2 separate regions of the Gossypium hirsutum genome follow, and region 2 is linked to region 1. A link is a contact called in public Hi-C data. All regions are on one chromosome and are shown on one strand. The core of a region is the stretch at or near the end of the contact, and the rest is flanking DNA. Distances in the headings are between cores, read along the strand shown.

Region 1 (2,966 bases), core at 167-2,666:
TGAAAACCAATGATGCATTTTTTTTGAAATTATAAAAATATCTTTTAAAATTCTTGAAATTTTAAAATGTTCATAAAGTTCTAAAAGAAATAAAAATTTGCTTAAAGTTCTAAAAAAAATCTAAAAGTGTCGATATTTTTCTATTAACTACTACAGATTACTTCACAAATTATGAGAATAATTTGCAAATATCAAATAACAATCTGAAGCATTGAGATCATTGTTTCTCCTTTTTTTTAACGTGGCTTTGCACTATTAATTTAGCAAAAACATATATTTGTTGTTTTACTATAAATTTATTTATGATAAACGAATTTCATTAATAAACAAAATAATTTTTTAAAAATCATTAGAAATAAATAAAGACCATCAAATTAGGCCTATATAGCATAAATTTATTTTTTTTCTTTTTTTTTTCTTTCTTGTAATACTGATGAAGATGACAATCTTTGAGTTAATTGGTCAAATAGTTTTTTTTTCCTGTCATGTAGTACTTATGAAGATGACAAGTCTTTTTTTCACATGATTATATATTTTTTAAATATATTTTTATAATTTTAAAATTTAAATTATGAAAACTCTTTTTAGAATTTTATTGGGATTTACTGTTAAAAATTTTTAATAGTACTAAATTGATATTTTAGCAATAGTTTAGGGACCAAATTAGCTTAACTCTATGAGTTAATGTGCCATTCCATTAGTTCGTTGGGTGATTATTTTGCAACTTTTCATTGTTTAATGATAAAAACGAAAAGTTACTAATAATTAAGTAACTAATGGTGCAACTTAACAAAATAGATTTGAGGAATAATGACTTAATGGCCCATATTGATGTCTTTACTAATTTTTTTGTAAAATTTGATATCTATTTTTTTTAGTTAAATTTGACCCTCAATCTTTTTAAAAAAGAGTTAAATTTGACTATTAACCTTTGAAAGAGAGTTGAATTGCTATTTTTTTAATGAAAATGCTAACTAAAATATTAAATTTCTAAACATGAAGGCTTGCATGGCAATCCATGTGCACTTCATGCTCTCTTTTTTTTTGAATTTTTATGAATTTTTTGTTGGAGTGATATATAAGACAAATAATGTAAAGTTAGCATGAAGTATACGTGGATTATCACGCAGGTTGCCATGGTAACATCATTAAAAGATTAATATTTTAGTTAGAATTTCTATTAAAAAAAAGTTATTGGACTCTTTTTAAAGATTAGTAACGAAATTTGGCTAAAAAAAGAAAAAGGACTAAATTGGTTATTATGTTTTTTTTCAAGAATGATGGCAATTTTTCTAAAAGACAAAGCTTGGGCTTCAAATCCAAACCCAAAAAAATCCAATTTAAAAGTAATCCCCATCCAAAGTCCCGATCCCGTCCATTTGCCAGCTCTATTGATGTATCCCTATCTTCTGGTTCTATTTATTCCTTTGTTTTATACTTGTTTTAAATGTAGTCAAGAATTTTTCACGTGGCACCTACTTGTAAGTTGTAACTTGTCTGTCTAAAAAACAAACAAAAAAAAAAACTGTTGGATCTGCTATATATCCGTGTTTCCAGCTTCGCTCGCATCACCTAATAATAATTATTTTAAAAAATTCTCTACTTTTTCGGTGGAATTCAAAAATTTTACACAAAATAAGGTTTACGAGTGATTGATTAAGAGCAATTATATAAATTTCTATAAAAAATAATTATCTAAATTTGTCACAAAATAAAATTCATATTATAACAAATAATGTATCTATACAATTTTCCTTTGGCACACCATTAATCCTCAACTCTAAAAATACATTAATTATTATCAAAACATCAATGCTAAAAATAGTGATAAATCAAAGATAATTCTCATTTAAGAACATTGTTGACACCATTTTTTTTGTAAAAACGGATCGACTTGGATTTTTGAAAACGGAAACTAACACAGGAGTTACCACCAATCATTTTTTTATGAGGCGTGGTCGGGTCACCTCGTAAAGTAGTTATTTTAATAAACAATTTGACTTATTAAAACAACAATTTTGGTCCACGAAATTCAAAAGACGGGTTCGGGAGTCGGTTACGTACGAGGAAGGATTAGCACCCTCGTAACGCTTAAAAATTGGTACCTAATTGATTAATTAGTGTCTTAATGTCGAAGATTGAAAACTTTGAAGGGTTTTTTTTAAAAAAATACGATTCTAAAAATTTTCGAATAATATGGGTTGAAATTTAGGATTCTCTTGTTCCGAAAGAATATCATACCCAGCACATTAGGATACGAAACTTTAAACCCTCAAAACCAAGATCACCTTATGGATTCCAAAACCCATACTTTGAAATTTTAAAAGGATATTTGGCTATTTGGCTAAACGAGAAATCGAAACCCAGCACGTTAGGGCACGTTTTCTCGAATTTCCAAACGCAAAGTATTGCCTTATTTGTAAAAATTTTCCTCTTTTAAATTTGAGTAAGAACTAATGAAATATATAAAGATAATATTCGTGTAACTGTGATTGTGTTAAAGGAGAATTTGTTTAAAAACAAAAAAGGGTCGTATACGATGAATAACGATAGTATAACATACATACGAGATAATTATGTCATAATATATATCATATAACATTAATACTAATAAATCTTAATGCTAATATACATGAATAATAATAATGCAAGTAATAATGTGACAATAACAATAATACCATAACAATAAACATAATACTAATTAACGAATCTAAATTTTGACAAAATTTGAAAATAACGAATAAATAAATGGTGAAAATAAAGGCACAAATAATACATGCAAATCAATATTTATAAAAGTGAATAATAAATTAAATGAAAGATATATAAGTTTGGTTAGCAATTAAAAATGAATAATTAAACAAATGTTAAATAAAATATTTAATGATCATTTTTTTTATTATTAAAAAAAGAGCTGAAATTTGAACTTAAATCGACTAAGGACTGAATGGGAGTTTAAATAAAAT
Region 2 (2,966 bases), core at 161-2,660, 47 kb after region 1:
TATTTTTCTCTCTTCTCATATTTTTTACTGCAGAAACATTATCTTTGCCCACCAAATAAACCAAGTCTTATTTTTTCACATGATTCCTAAAGTGAATTTCACTCAAAACCGAATATCAATGATTCTTAATCAAATCTCAATTTAAATAAAACCTAATTTTGAAACTAAAATTGGATCTAACTAATCGATATAAAAAACCATATTCTTAATCAAATCTAAACATAAATTGAATTCTTTATATTCAAAATAATTTTTTTTGTTTCCAAACTTTTACAGAATCGCGTAGATTAATCATTTCTTTTTCTTTTATTTTCTAACGAATAAAATCAAGCAAATGATAAAATTGATCTAAACTTTCTTGGATATTCCCAAGCAAGCTTGATTGAAGCCGAGCATGGATGAACCAAAGAGAGAAAGAGAGCATGGAACCAAATTGGTTTGGGTAAAGTTGAAGGTCCATTTTGTGTTTTTGTTGTTTTAGTCATTGAGAGTGTAAAGCTTGTTTGAAGAATCCGTAAAGCAATGTAGTTCCGAGAGGACGAGAATGTTGTAGGTAAGATAGATAAAGTGGTCGGGGGGGCTGGTTAGGAGTTTAAGGGAACGAGCTCGGGAAACTTTATTAAAGGTGGACTGTCATAAGTTACGATTGATGAGGTTTTTGAATGAGGCGAGCTTATGGACTTAGTTATTGAGAAATTCAAATTGGTTTGTTAAAGCAATGATAAACGATGAAGGTTTGTAATTATGGGGTGAGAATATGCAAAGCAAGTTTTATTTTGGTTTTTGCTTTCGCCGTTCCTTTTTTCATAAACATAAAAAAGTTTTAACAAATGAAAAATATAGAAAAACTACGTTAAAAAAGACGGGGAAAGGAGGAAAATAGAGAGAGAAGCAGAAAAGAATGGAGGAAAAAAAGAAAGTTAAAAGAACATAAAAGAAAAAAATTAAATTGCTCCAAACGAAAAAATATGGGGACCAATTGTATAATTTAATCTAAATTTTTTGTTTGAAATGATAATTTAACGTATCATATCAGCTTATCATTCACCATTAACACAATTAATGGTTGAGTTACTAAAATGTTACAATATATTAACATAAATAACTAAAACATAATATTTCAAATATAAATAACTAAAATATAATATAAAGTAAAAAAAATGACTATTTTAATTTTTTACCCTTAAATTAATTAAATCCAACACATTTGCAATCGCAAGGAAAAGAAAATTGGGAAGTGGGCGCAGCACATGGTAATAGGAGCGAATGTAGAGTAAGAAAACCCCGCATAATATTTACTAACCAATTCGGCAGTACAATTTCTTACAATGCCGTATTTTCTGACAGATCATAGAAAAAAAAACCAAAAATCTAGAAAAAAAAAAGAAAAAAAATTAAATATTAACAAATTCCAAAATTTAAAAAGAAAATTAAAAAGAATAAAAAAATAGCGACGCCGACGACCCAACCAAATACAGCAGAAACTCAGCTCATTATTTGTTCGACTTTTCTTTGCTGTCTCTAGAAGACCAAAATTCCACCCGCTAATTTTTCTCTCTGTTTCAGCATCTGGTAAAACTTTTTATTAAGCTCCTTGATCTCTTTTTTTCTTCAATATATTCTGCTTTAGATTATGATAACTCTAGACTTGTTGATCGATTGTCTTCTCTCTTTTTCTTTTTCATTTTTCTTTGGTTAGATTTTTTTTTTGGCAGTAAGTCAAAGGTGGGTACTTTTCGTTTGATTGAATTTTGAAGCTTTTCAGCTTCATTTTCGTTTTGATGTATTTTTTTCTTCTTTTGCTTTCTGGGTTTCGTTTTGTTTGGTTGTTTTTTTTTATTGTGTGGTATAGTTCTTTTTATGGCATCAGAAGTGAACTTTTGCTGGGGATTTGTTTGAATTTCTTAATTTCCATATTTGAGTGTATACTTTTGTTTGTGATGGGAATTTCTCAAATTGTGCTTATTGGTATGATTAGATCTTAATTGGTGTTTTGCAAATGTCAAGAGTTGAGGATAAAGTCTATGTTTTTAATGATCTAGGAAGTAATATTTATATTTGATGTTCTAAGATGAACTTTATTGCATGTTCAAGTAAAATTTATGTTCTATGAAGGGGAGTAATGTTGTTTAAATATACATCTTTTGGTTAGAATTTTTTGATTGAGAGGAAGATAGAATGTCTGGCGGAGGCACACAAAATAGCTTGAGGAAAGCACTCGGAGCCATCAAAGATACCACCACCGTTTCATTGGCTAAAGTCAATAGTGATTATAAGGTGGATTTTAGTAACAATAACCATCAAGATGGTTATTTCAACCATGGGTGATCCTTTGATTATGGATTTTTGCATTTTGCAGGAATTGGATATTGCTATAGTAAAGGCCACAAATCATTATGAACGCCCAGCAAGGGAGAAAAACATTAGAGGTGTGTACTGGGTTTTTGTTTTGCATTTTTTTATCCTTTCTAAGGTGGATGGTGATGACATTATTTAATTCAAGTTTTGATCTGCTCATAGAAAGAGCACTTTATAGATGACTTATATATATAAGATTTGCTCTCTTCCCTTTGCGCAGCAATTTTCGCTGCCATTTCAGCTACTAGGCCTCGGGCTGATGTTGCCTATTGCATCCATGCTCTTGCAAGGCGGTTATCAAGGACACATAATTGGGCGGTATGTTTATATTGCCAATATGAGTTATAACATGAGTTACTGCAAAAATAAAATTCTGGCTATACCGTTAGAGAGGAAGTATTAATTAACTACTAAGATATCTGTTATGTGTGTGTGTGCGTGCGACCAAACGTGTATATTAATGCTTTCTATAAGCTTTAAATAGTATTTAAAGTTATCTACGACCATCAGTATTGAACTCGTAATATGTACCAAGAGACCATCTGATTCATCAACAATCCCATCTCTTCCATCATGTTACATTTCACATTTAAAATTTCGGGATGTTT

What was found. Hi-C and Micro-C count contacts between places; a contact is called where the count stands out from the background.
Region 2: a Hi-C map of leaf shows a contact between it and region 1, with 2.3 times the contacts expected there. The contact joins the promoter of LOC107901330 here to the enhancer-like site in region 1. A contact is called at or near these places in 7 of 34 Hi-C or Micro-C datasets (cotyledon, fibers, hypocotyl and 1 more).

The regions. Positions count from the first base shown.
Region 1 is chrD06:8,065,030-8,067,995 of Gossypium_hirsutum_v2.1, forward strand. No RefSeq gene overlaps it. Among protein-coding and RNA genes, the nearest start is that of LOC107899997, 18 kb to the right of the region's middle. Within about 2 kb of position 1,417, at least 2 of the 9 cell types and tissues checked have an H3K27ac peak or open chromatin away from gene starts, as enhancers often do. A contact at or near this core is called in leaf, where this site is marked.
Region 2 is chrD06:8,112,521-8,115,486 of Gossypium_hirsutum_v2.1, forward strand. It overlaps LOC107901330 (putative clathrin assembly protein At5g35200), which reads left to right and starts at 1,411. Exons shown (of 16, transcript XM_016827279.2): 1 at 1,411-1,572; 2 at 2,153-2,277; 3 at 2,360-2,429; 4 at 2,579-2,676. The coding sequence starts at 2,179.